2 separate regions of the Hordeum vulgare genome follow, and region 1 is linked to region 2. A link is a contact called in public Hi-C data. All regions are on one chromosome and are shown on one strand. The core of a region is the stretch at or near the end of the contact, and the rest is flanking DNA. Distances in the headings are between cores, read along the strand shown.

Evidence for each region. Hi-C and Micro-C count contacts between places; a contact is called where the count stands out from the background.
Region 1: a contact with region 2 is called in a Hi-C map of leaf, with 3 times the contacts expected there. The contact joins the enhancer-like site here to the promoter of LOC123448845 in region 2. A contact is called at or near these places in 4 of 6 Hi-C or Micro-C datasets (leaf and seedling) and 1 of 1 datasets of contacts at active chromatin or transcription factors (embryo).

Annotation. Positions count from the first base shown.
Region 1 is chr4H:434,873,799-434,880,588 of MorexV3_pseudomolecules_assembly, forward strand. No RefSeq gene overlaps it. Among protein-coding and RNA genes, the nearest start is that of LOC123446568, 3.4 kb to the left of the region's middle. Within about 2 kb of position 3,518, at least 2 of the 3 cell types and tissues checked have open chromatin away from gene starts, as enhancers often do. A contact at or near this core is called in leaf, where this site is marked.
Region 2 is chr4H:434,644,995-434,651,596 of MorexV3_pseudomolecules_assembly, forward strand. LOC123448845 (myb-related protein P-like) reads left to right here and starts at 3,605. Exons shown (of 3, transcript XM_045125868.1): 1 at 3,605-4,048; 2 at 4,243-4,372. The coding sequence starts at 3,916.

The DNA.
Region 1 (6,790 bases), core at 2,268-4,767, 230 kb after region 2:
GTGGATATGAAAACAACTTGAACTAGTATTCTTCAGAAAAGAGGTAATAGCTCAGTGGTACATTAACTGCGCTAAGATAATTTGTGGTCACGAGTTCGATTCTTTGGGGGGTCATTTTTTCAGGTTTTCTACTTACTTAATCTGAAAAACAAACAAAAAACTGCACATGTGATGGATTCAAACAGAGTTCGATTCTTTGGGGCCCCATTTTTCCAGGTTTTCTACTTACCTATTCTGAAAAAACAAACAAAAAACTGCAGATGATGGATTCGAACCAGCTATCTCTGGACATAGATAATAGATCGTTACCACGACGCAACGGTAAGGGTGCTGGTATACTTAGGAGACACTACTTATTTACTATTGCTGGCAGTTTAAATTCAAAATATTCAAACAATTCGGAATTAATTGCGCTATCTCTGGACATAGATAATAGATCGTTACCACGACGCAACAGTAAGGGTGCTGGTATACTTGGGAGACACTACTTATTTACTATTGCTGGCAGTTTAAATTCAAAATATTCAAACAATTCGGAATTAATTGCGCTATCTCTGGACATAGATAATAGATCGTTACCACGACGCAACAGTAAGGGTGCTGGTATACTTAGGAGACACTACTTATTTACTATTGCTGGCAGTTTAAATTCAAAATATTCAAACAATTCAGAATTAATTGCTCGGGATAGATAATTCTTGCGGGGTGGCGAGAAATGCGGTTACTGCCAGGTATCCGAATTTCTCGGGCGGTATCCAAAACCCTGGTTCTAACTTCATATAAAAAATCAATCTCCTACGTATAGCTTGCAAAATACGAGAGGGTATATAGGTCATTCCATGTAGAATTATTAATAAGTTCAATAAATCAAAACCCACGTATCTCGGATGATTAAGGTCCTATTTCCAGCGAGGAGGAACGATTAAAATTATTATTTCAAGATCTTATTACATACAATATATGAATGTCACAAGATCTTATATTATGGAAAGGACGGAGCTAGCCTGTCGAAACTTTGTCCGACTGAGCCTGCGTCGTTGGATTGAATGGCCATCGCAATACATATGTTGAGCCACCTCTCGTCATGCACCATCTCCTTGCACAGCCGCATAGCGACTTGTCGTCGTCGCCCCTACAGCTGCGAACTACTACAACTTCATGGACGAGGATGGTAATAATTGGGTGGTTTTGACACTCGCAAAAGCGGACAGTCGTCTCGTGCCCCGTGACAGCATGCCCGCGGTCGTGGAGAACTATAATATACGACGCCATATGTTATAAACGGTGATGTGATACTAGAATCAACTTATTAAAAATATAAAATATAATATGCTACAAGCACAACTAATTTCAATAGCCTTTCAAGTTGAAAATATAATTATTAAAAGTTTTCTCAGTAGATTCGCATGCTAAAGCGCCTTATAAATCGCCTATAAGTTAATTAAAATTATATAGCTATTTTCTAAATGACCAATAATAAGAAAAAATTTGTGGGGTTCTATAAACGTCTTAAGAAGCGTCTTTAGCCTACTAGTGTTTATGGGCGTAGAGACGAATACAAACAGCGTCTTAAAAAAAGCGACTCTACAAGCCTTTTTTGTTGTAGTGTAGCAAAATTTTCTGCAGGTTCCAACACCTAGCGAGAGAGTAGATGTAACATCTGGCGGGCATGGTCACCGCGCGTGGCAGCAAAAATTTATGTCGGGTCCAACATCTAGCGAGAATGGTTACAACATTTGTCGGGCGTAGTCCCCGTATTCACTGCCCATAGTAGCAAAAAATACGCCGGTTGTAGTAGTGTGGATCACCGATTGTAGCATATTTGGATGCCGGTTGTAGCACCGTTAGTCGTTGGGTGCACATCACTCCCATCAGGTTGTAGAAAACAATCGCTAGTCCCAGCTTATGACGTTGCATGTTGCAGCTTTTTCGGCGCCGCTTGTTCACCGCCACGGTACCACCCTCCCCCGTTGCAGCAAAACAGAGAGTCGATTCCAGCATCCGGTGGCGCTCGTTGTAGCATTGAGATTGTTTGCCGTAGCTTGTCGACGGATCCATCCTAGCAAACCACGGTGACTCATCGCAACTCATCGACGTGTAGTTCTAGCAAGCCGGGGCGGCCCTGTAGCATCCTGCATCATCTTTCGATCTAGCCGCATCGCCGTTGCATCTCACAACCGACGTAGGTCTGGAAAGAGAGCAAATAAAATGGCAGATGAGGGAGGAAAAAATGTGCGGGCTCCGTCAGGTGGTGGCGTCCATGGCGTTCTCGAGAGCAACCCGTGGTTTGTATGGCACGTGGTTAGCGAAAGACAATGAGAAAAGGTTAGCGGAGAAGAAAGAGAATAAGCTTTTAAACCGGAGAGCTCTGCGATGCGTGGATCCAACTGAAAAATATGCGTCTCCGGGGGCCTCTTAATTATGTGGATCAGATGGCGCGAGTGCAACCGACTGAAACGTTCGTCGGTCGTTCGGCCACAAACGTTTGCCAACAAATAAACCTCCAATGACGACGCCATGATTATGGGATAACCCCATTTCTCTCCTTCTTTCTATTTTCTCTCCGCTGAATAAAAAGGAATAAGGCAGAACGTAACGTGAGTCTTCTTCTACCTCTCCCGGCCGTCGCGTGGAGGAGGCAGATGACCGCACAAGAGTGATTTGTAGCTGTTGCCTCGTTCGCGTGGGCTTCTTCTTCAGTCCGAGCGAGCAGTCCGAGCTTTAACCGGACTAGACCGAAGTTTTTCGGTCCATACTTCACGGACCGGACCGGCTATTTTTTTTCGCGGGCCAGGACCGAGCTCGGCGGGACCTAGTAGGCCACGAGGCCGGCCAAAAGCTCGCTCTTGTCGTCCATCCCGAACGATTGGTGAAGGAGAGGCGCATTTCCTATTTGGTGCCACGGGCGCGAATTAACGAGCATTTTTGTTAACTAGCGCTTGTGCCGTTCGCAAATTGGTCGGCCCATCTAGGCGTCGTTTGACGTTTTTTTGATATGTGTATGAACTTATTTAAATATTGATGAACATTTTTTAAATTTCAGGGAATATTTTTTAAGATTGATAAACTTTTTTGAATATCGATGAACTGTTATGAATTTTGATGAACATTGTTTTGGAAATGTATTAGCTTTTTAAATATTTATGAACTTTTTTTCAGTTCAATGAAGTTTTTAAAAAATACATGAACTTTTGTTGAATTTTTATGAAAGTTTTACAAATTTATTGAACTGTTTTAAAATTTAATGAACTTTTTCTAAATTGGATGAACTTTTTTTTCATTTTCAATGATTTTTTTCTTTCAAATTGATGAACTTTTCCTGAAATTGACGAACCTTTTTTAAAGATATGAACTTTTTTTCAAATGAATGAATATTTTTTTAGATCTGTAAATCTTTTTTAATTTCATACTTATATTTTCATAATAAAAAACAAAAAGTAAACTGGATAGCACTCAATGGGTCGGGCCATTCTAGCAGCGCTGCAGGCGCCGGATCATTAACAGCTGCCTGCAGCGCTGCATAGGAGCTCCCAAGGAGAGGCATCCATCAGTGAGTCTATAGGTTTCTTGAAGAATTATTGGGTCTGTCTAAGAAATGAAATCCAAGCCTGCTCAGATCAGAAGGGAAAGAAACCTGAACAGAAAATACATGTGGCTACTCCGGCTGATACTTCGAGTGCCGGTAATCTTTGGTGTACACCCCATAAGGATTTCTGAAACTAAACACCAAAGATTTCTGAAACTAAACATGAGTTTCCTAAAGAAATATACAAGTGCTTGCATTCCGTGTCATGGTGAGTCAGAAGTGTCGTACAAGATGTGTCCAGGGTAACAACTTTTCACCAGTAAGTACATTCTCAGTCGCTATAAGAGTTTGGTAGCTGAAGACTTGGATGATATGATAGATAGATTTAAGCGTAAGGGGGATATGTTGATTAAATGACTTCTCAAACATAGATTTATATTACTGATATTTTTGTGAACGGTCTTTAAAAAAACAGTCCATTCCTGATATTCATGGTAAGCACTTACGATCTTTGAGCCGTCTCAGTTGAAATTGGTACACATTCAATTATTTGGCCTCCTCCTTGGAAATATTGAAAAGAATTTGCACCCGTTTTTTGCTGGACCAGTACGTATCCTTACGAGGCACACTTACAGTCTCCGTTCATGCAAAACAACAGCATGATTTTCTGGGGGAAACCATTAGTCTTTGTTTACATATTTCAGATTTTCTTTTCTTATTTGCAGGTGTCAGATCCTTTTGGAAAATGTTTTGTAGAATAACATGCCAATAAATTTGGCAGGAAATATTTTGTGTGGATGCCTCAGGTAGTTTTTTTTTTGCTCAAACCAATAGGGTATTTTGGCACTGAGCTCTCCAATCAGCACATGAGGGATATGGGGAGGGACTATTGAGACATCCATAAAAATTAGGTAGGAGAATTGCACTATTTCACAAAGTAATAGCATTCCTATAATACTTGTCTACTAAAATATATCTAATATATAATAGAGTGGTTACAATACCCATATAACGTATATACTCATTTCAATTATCTTAAAAATCTCTTGTTTTAACATGTTAGGGATGTGCTAATTTTACATGATAAAGTACTTTCGTCAGTTTATGCTATTAAAAAAAAGTTAGAGGAAAAACGGACACATTTTGGACAACACTTTGAAACTTAAGACCATTAAGTGTGCCAGATTAAATAGTGAAAATATTAGGCGGGGATTTAATGTACATTTATTATGGTACAACTTTATTATATAAGAATTATAAAAGTAACAATATACCGAATATTGCTTTTGGCTCCCGAGCTCACCGGAGGCCTTTAAATTCAAACTTCAAATCAGTGAAAATTTGTATTTTAATGTTTCAAAAAATTCTGAAAAAAAACATAGATAAATGAAGGTATAATACACAAGTGTGTAAATTTTCAGAACAAAATACGTTGAAATGAGGGCTGTGCAAAAAAGACAAATTTGAGTCTGTTTAACACATGTTACTATTCATCATTTTAGACCATGAATTTGTCTTTTTTGTACAGATCATGTTTTAAAGTATTTTGACCTGAAATTTTACACACATGTCGGTTACATCCTTACATACATGCATATTTTTTTTCAGAATTTTTTGAATCATAAAAATTTGAATTTGAATTTTTAAAAAATAAAGGCCTCCATGGCTCCCGGGAGCCAAAACGCCATTCTCACAATATACACCCATGTTTCAAGAATATACACGCATATTGGTACACGACCTCATGTCTATTAGAAAATATAGTCATCAACTAATAGGTTTGTCGATTACTCATCCTTATGTAATATTTATAACCTTTGATAATTAACCTAATGTATGAAATTAAATATCATATATATGTTTGTGTGTATTGTTTATATGAGAATAGAAAATATAATTAGATGATTCACACAATTTTTTCTTCATTCATAAGATTGATCAAGAAATAGCATAATTGGCAAGAGATTCCAATAATGCATCAAATAGGTAGATCGCCAATCTTTGTTGATGTTATTAAACATGGCTAAATCACTCCAGGAGTGAATAGACATCATTGTTTTGACAGAGTTAAACGATAGAATAGAAGTTCAACGATACATTTCATTACTACATGGTGAAGTTACACGAGTTTGCATTTCTACATGTGTACAACTTTAACCTCTATGAACCAAATGCTAGCCGTGCAATTGCGCATGCCACACCGCTAGTTAAACTTGATAAGAAGGGGACCGAAGACGAGTACACTTTAGCTAAAAGGCATCCCCATAATTCGGAGGGTGAAAATCTTGTAGATTTTTTCTTCTAAAAGTGGGTTTGGGGAGGTAAAAACTTTAACTAGTGAAGTGCCCACTCTCTTGGATTACAAGGACTTTAATTATGATAGTTGTTATTTGACTTAATGTATTTCTTTGTTACAATCGATTCTAAATTCACCCAATGCATAATAACAAAATAAGGCTTTTACTAAACATATCGTAGAAGCTATGATGAAAGCCTTAGCAGAAAAGTTAGAATTAGAGACTTCAATTCCAAAAAATTATATGATGAATTGGAACCCACCATTAAAGTTAAGATAAAAAATATGAGTGCAATGCTTTATGTGATTTGGGTGCTAGTGTTTCCACAATTCTGAAATCTCTATGTGACGTGTTTGGTTTTACCAATTTGGAAGAGTGTTTTCTTAATTTGCACTTAGTGGATTCTATTATTAAAAAGCCTTTGAGAAGAATTAATAATGTTCTTATTCTTGCAAATAGTAATTATGTGCCCATGGGTTTTACTGTGCTTGATATTAATCGCAATCCGTCTTGTCCCACAATACTTGGTAGACCGTTTTTACAAACTATAGGTGACGTGATTGATATGAAAGAAGAGAATACTAAATTTTAGTTTTCGTTGAGAAAGGGTATGGAACACTTTCCTAGAACTAAAATTAAGCCACCATATGATTTAATCACGAGGGCAACCTATGGAGCAAAAACTAAAGAACACAATACTTGAATCTATGCATTATGCCTAGCTAAGGGCATAAAACAATAGCGCTTATTGGGAGGCAACCCAATAGTTATATTTTAAAATTTTGTTTTCCATTTTGTTTTTCAATAAATATGAAATTATGCTACTTTTACGATTGTGTTTTGATGTTTCAGTTAGTGTTTGTGCCAAGTAAAGCCTTTAGGATTGTGTTGGATGATAGTTGATTTGATCCTCTTGAAAAACTGAAACATTTTGCGCCCAGTTTTGGAATTCTAAAAATTCACAAAA
Region 2 (6,602 bases), core at 2,355-4,854:
GGATGAGTACTCACCGTTGCTTTGCTTCCCCTTTTCCCCTTGATCCGTTGCTGCGACCAGATGATGGAGCCCAGGAGATGGCGTATCCCGCCGCCGACGACTGCTACACCGATGGTGCCTACTACTACGTGCAGGCCGCTGAAGACCAGGAGTCGTTAGGAGGCTCCCAGATAGGAGGCCTCGCCTCGTTCGGTCGTTGTATCTTTTGTGCTGGACTTTTCTAAAGCATTGTCATGTTTCATGTCTGTACTCAGATATTTGTTGCTTCCGCTGACTCGTGTGTTTATCGAGCTTCTGTATTCTAGCCCTCGAGGCCCCTAGCCTGTAATATGAAGCTTGTATGTTTTATTTATGTCTAGAGTTGTGTTGTGATATCTTACCGTGAGTCCTTGAGCTTGGTCGTACGCATTTGCGTGTATGATTAACGTACGATCAAATCGAGGGCGTCACAATACTTGTGGGATTGCTGATGCATGGGAGTTGGGATACAGATGTTGCATGCTGCTAAATTTACATGATTTTGAAGCATGGAGATTGTTCTGAATCGGCTATTGCACAAATTAGATGCATGATGGATAAAAATAGTCCTAGCCGATACATTCTGCTCATTAAACGATCTAACAACAACATATGCATTATTTGCATCTACATAAGTGAATTGGGTGTTCATATTACCTCTCTAGATTGCAAACACTAGATGACGATCTCTTCGTAGCAAGAATGGGTTGGAAACCGTTCAAAGCTTAGTCCCCAATGGAGTGGTCAAAATGTGTGTTTCCACACGAACACGTCATCGTGTACCCTCGACGCCGGGGGGTGATGCACCGCAGCTTACGCCGAAGGAGACCTGACCGACATCGCAATACGCAAGACAGTCGGCGGGTGCTTTTGCACTTTTGCAGACCCGAAACCCCACACGCCTGGGAGGGACCCCGTCAGGGCGCATGGCGGCTATGGGCTTCCTTAGGTCGGCCTGACCACCCCTAGGGCCTCGTGAATCGCTGCCCTCCAAACAAAGAACTAGAAAGAAGACGAACAAAGGAGATGGATAAAGGTAAAGGTAAAGAGTGGTAGATTGATTTGTTCGATTGTGTGTTGTTCCAATCGGCCGCATCTCCATTTTATTAAGAGGCGGCTGGATTTACTCTACAAGTAAAGGATTCATCTAGGCTTTCCTTGTAAGAAAATGACATTAATTTACGTCCTAGAGTCCTAATTTCAGTCTAACCCGGATTTCCCGACTGAAACTTCAACATGATCTTGTTTTGCCTCTTTAGGTTGCATACGACCTCTTATCGAGACAATATATGTTTGAAAATCAATCGGCTCGACGAGACGAAACTTTTTCATGTTGTAAGTTTTTTCATTAGATGTCGTCTTGAGGGCCGAACAGCTCGCGCGACCCATCGAACAATTGTTTCATCTCTCGCCCCACATTTCACCATGTGGTAAGACCGGATTCAGATGACTACAAATTCTGCATACGACCTCGCATTGAGACGATTTTATATCAAAATTGGTCGTTTCGACGAGACGAAGACAATCCGTGAAGAATACTTTCTCATTTGAGGTCGTCTTGATGCTCAATCGGCCGAATGTCACTCGGGAAGCAAAATTCTAGCATTTTGAATACAGTTTCGGTCCATAAGATGAGATTGGATAACGATGATATAGTCATCAAAATTGTTTCATTCGGTATTGTAAAACTTCTTCCTTGGGAACACCTTTTCATTTGAATCCATCTCAATAATGTTTTCTTCCATATCAACATCTAGTGTCAACGCCCAACACCTCGATCATTAAATCATCATTGTGTGTAATCTTTTCCTTCCAACTAACAACTGGAATAGTGGCACCAAGGAAGAAGAAGGTAAACGATACGAGTCTATGAAACTAGATTGACAACAAGAACGGATCGAAGATTGAACAGGACGGAAAATAGAAGAAAATGATATAGAATAATGGCTGGATGAAGTATTATGATATACCCCTCGGTCCTATAATATAAGAGCGTTTGTTATATTAATGTAAAAACACTCTTATACTCCCTCTTTCCGAAAATACTTGTCCTACAAATAGATGTATCTAGACTTATTTTAGTTATAGATACATCTATTTTATATATTTTTAGGACAAGTATTTCCGGACGGAGGGAGTGTTATATTATGGAATGAAAGTAGTACACACCGGATACTGAATTTTCCTCTCTTTTCAGGCAATTTCAACCCAAACAAGTTTTTGAATCACGGCACACATCAACGGTCATGGGAGGATGTAGAGCTGCATGTCTCCGCACCTGCGTGTCCACGCGAATTTCCGTCGACCATGATGAATCTAGGTGTGCAGGCCCGTCTCGAAGGTATATACCTCATGTCACTTTCGAGGCATTATACGCACTAATGCAAACGTCACAGCGAGGCATGATACGGAGGGACCGATCGATACGCTGGACCGGGAAGGACACCGAGCGCCGGCCCCGATCGATCGATTTGCCCACCTCGATCGAGCTACTAGAGATCAACAGCCGCAGAGACCGAAAGGGAAGGCTCGGTCGGAACACAGCGTCGTCGATCGAGGCACACGCGGAAATCTTCAGGATTACTCGCCCAAGGCCGAACAGGTCGCCCGGCCCGTTTTTTCTTCCCCGCGAGTACACAGGACAGACACGAACAGCGCAGCTCACGTTGCGTGACAAATCACAGTCGTCGTCATAGCGCAGCTAGCTTGTAGCATGCGTAATGGGAACACACTGGTTATACTGCCCGTGTTTTCCTTTTTGCGAGGAAAAGTACTACGCGTGTTAGGTGCGCGCGTGCGCGTCATGTTGTGTTGCATCAGGTTTGGTCGATGTGCGTATCGTCTTGTGTTGCATCAGATTTGGTTGATGTGTGAATCGTCTTGTGTTGCATCGGATTTGGTCGATGTATTCCGGATCTCATGCTTCGTACAGCAAACGTGAACACTAGGAGATATCTTCCGAATCAATGTATGGAATCATTTTTTCAATACGTACTCCAGTTTCATCTGCATCGCTTTGCCATTTGGCATGCATGCATGGTGATACTCGCTTTATTAACCAAAAAAATACTGTAATGTTTATAGAGATACAAAGTCATTCGTGGATCGGAAAACCATACCAGACGACCAACATGAAGAGATGAAGCATATCTAGGGTAGGGAGCATGTAAGTAGAAGCTCGGGCGGAGAAGATTACGAGCTAGCTAGGAAGAGATGAACCTTGAAGCATATACATCGGAAGCCTTGTTTATATATCTTCTCCATGCAGTTCCGGGATATACAGTAGCTAGTATACGAAATTGTATATCTACGTACTCGGGGCAGCCTGATCTGATGGTAAACAGATACTAGTATTTCGCTTTCCGAAGATCCTCGAGTAAATACACAGTACACGGGGGCCGGTGTGTATAACGATCCATGTGCGCGGACAACGTGGTCGCTGGAGAGGCCGCGAAGAGGACGATGGTGAGGCCTTGCGCCACGACGCCCAAAGGTCCCGGGGCGCCCACGTACCCCTGCCTCCAGCCACACGGCCGCTCAGGCCCCTACTCGGGGCAAAGTTTAATTCCCGATCCTACGTACCAGTAACACCGTCTCCCCGGCCCGGGCCGACGCCTCGCGGTGCTATATTATGGCGCCTTGCCTTGCCGCCTGCGTGGCCGAAGCTAGCTCGATCACCTCCCTAGCTATAGATCAGGGCCGCCAAAGGAAGATCATCGCCCATCCCCTTGATCTCTCACACTAACTCCTTTTGGACGCGAGCGCGGATCGACTACACGTCTACACCCACCGCGCTCGACCTGCTATAGTATCTAGCTAGCTAGCCTCGGCCGGCGACAACGGGCGGTTTGCTCGTGTGTTGGGAGATATATAGGGAGGCTCGTCGTATACAAGGGGATGGGGAGGGCGCCGTGCTGCGAGAAGGTGGGGCTGAAGCGGGGAAGGTGGACGGCGGAGGAGGACGACATACTCGCAAACTACATTGCCCAGCACGGCGAGGGCTCATGGAGGTCTCTACCCAAGAATGCAGGTAAATACTTATGGCATAAGCCCATGCATGTGCGAGCTAGAGCATCATTCATGACTAGTTTAGCTACTTCTTTGCCTGCAGCAGCAGGTACTATATACTTGATTAGCTGAAACTTATAGCACATATTAACTAGGAATTTCATCACTACCATGCATGCATGTATGTTAATCTGTTCCTGCTCCCATTGTATACAGGGCTACTGAGGTGTGGCAAGAGCTGCAGGCTGCGGTGGATCAACTACCTGAGAGACGGGGTGAGGAGGGGCAACATCTCCAAGGAGGAGGACGACCTCATCGTCAAACTTCATGCCACCCTTGGCAACAGGTACGAGTCTGTGGATGCTCCTAATTTCGTTTACCTTTAATTTTAACAGGTAGTAACTCGCTATACACATAATTAATGAGTAATAAAAGTTCCATACCGCATGCATCTATCGGCAGGCGAGCCTTTTTAAAAAAAATAAAAAATGAGAGTCACAGGCTCACAACCACATGGATCATGGATCAGTCCAAAAGAGGTAAGTAAAAATAGTGCTAGTGCATTGACTACTGTTTCTGGCAGCACATGACTTTGTCACCTGCGGTCAGAAACTGGCAACCGTGAAAATGCTCCGATGGAATATGATTAGTAAAAGAGCTCTGTAGGCCGTATGCGTGTACCACAAAATTAGACGACATCCGACTGTTTAGGTCGAGAGTTCAGATATCACATCCAGTATGCTACTGTACATAAACTTGTACTACAACGTCCGACAGTTCGTGTTGAGAGTTGAGGCATCACGTCTAATACGCTACTATACATAAATCATGCTGTACTGCTCGTCTCATGACTGAGAATTAACACATGCGTCACTTCGTTTTCTCGTCCGTCGTCGTTTCATGTGCTTTTTCTACTGTGCATAATTAATATAATGCTGTCTTTTCTGTCAGGTCACTTTTTAGCTATAGTGTGTTCGTCGCTAGTTGCGTCCAAACCTATGGCGGAAGGGCATGGCGCGTCTGCAGTCTGATCGCTCCTCTCTATCGCCATAAATGCACGAAACCTTCTAGCCTCTAGGCAACACACGCGCGTCCTGCATGGCCAGCCCGGCCCTCTCTGTCAAGAAAGGTAGCCAAGCTCGGTAATTTGTAGAGCGTGGAGAGATACACGTAGGCGGATGCATGGTCTGTCAATGCTTGACTACATATTTGTGTCTTCAGTGCCCGCACGTAGTCCCTTTAACTCCAACACAAACTTGCTTGCCTATAGTACGTAAAAAAAAACTATTTCTTTCCCTTTCTGTCTAGAAAAAAACACCTGCACGGGACGTGATCAGTGATGTATGCTTTCCCGTGTTGAAACGCATATATAACGCACAAGATAGCTACCGCTAGCAGCTAGCCAGTGGGATTTTCAACACCTAGGTCCAATCCCCTTTCTGTCTCTCCACCTAGGTCCAATCAGTGGGATTTTCAACATATGTGTATTCATTAAAAAATATGTTTTTTGCGGGGTCAATTAGAAAATACTGCCATTGTTTTTATTTATTCTGCATATTAGTTTGTACTAAATTAAACTTTATAAAGTTTGATCAAGTTTATAGGTAACAATTTAAACTTTTACAATACTCCTAACAAATATATGTGATATAAAAGTATATTGAATGATGATTGTAATAGTAATGATTGGTATGTGGATGTTAATAATTTGTTACATAAACTTGGTCAATGTTTGACTCGAAACAAAGTTAATATGTGAAGTAAACAAAAATGAAGGGAGTATATATTATTAGTAAAAAGTAAAAAAAATTTATTGCAACACAACAAAAAATATTCTCATGTAAATATTGCAACAATATTACCTCGTTCCAAATAGTACCATCAGATTTGTCGTGCAAACATTTCCATTCTTTTCTGACAATTTGTACCTATAAATTTAAATAATGTTATGAGGAACATATTGAACCACATGATTGTGTCTTTTTTGTGTGTGTTTTTTGTGTGTGTGTCCAGAATAGCATATTTAAGAAAGAAGGGAGTAGATGACTTCAAGGAAAACATATAACAAATATCTCTCTCCACTTTCCAACTAAAAAATCTCCCCCTTTCTAACTTTTTTGGGCTCTCTCTCTCTCTCCCTCTCTAACTTTCATTGCTGATAATTTGAACCAAGCGAAAATACTATCGCTATATGCTTCACGGAAAACAACTTAAATGTTGCAGACACACACACACATATATCTACAGTAAATAAAGGTTGCATAATAAAAAAAATGATATACCACCAATCTTTAGCCAAGTTAAAGTTGCTTCAATTGTCAAAGCCGCTGTTTTCGGTTCCGACTGACAAAGTGGGTATAAACTATAATTTCGCCAATTGCGACATTGTAGCATATCCACTGTCCACATTCCATCACTCATTTAAACTCTCGGGCCTCTCTCATTTCATACGTGTTTAGATGAATGGTTAAATGTATGAAAGAGCTTAGCAATTATACTCCTCAATGCGTAGGTGTGTATCGTCTTGTTGCTAAGCTTTCTTCATTTATTTACTTGTAGATTATAAACTGTGTTTT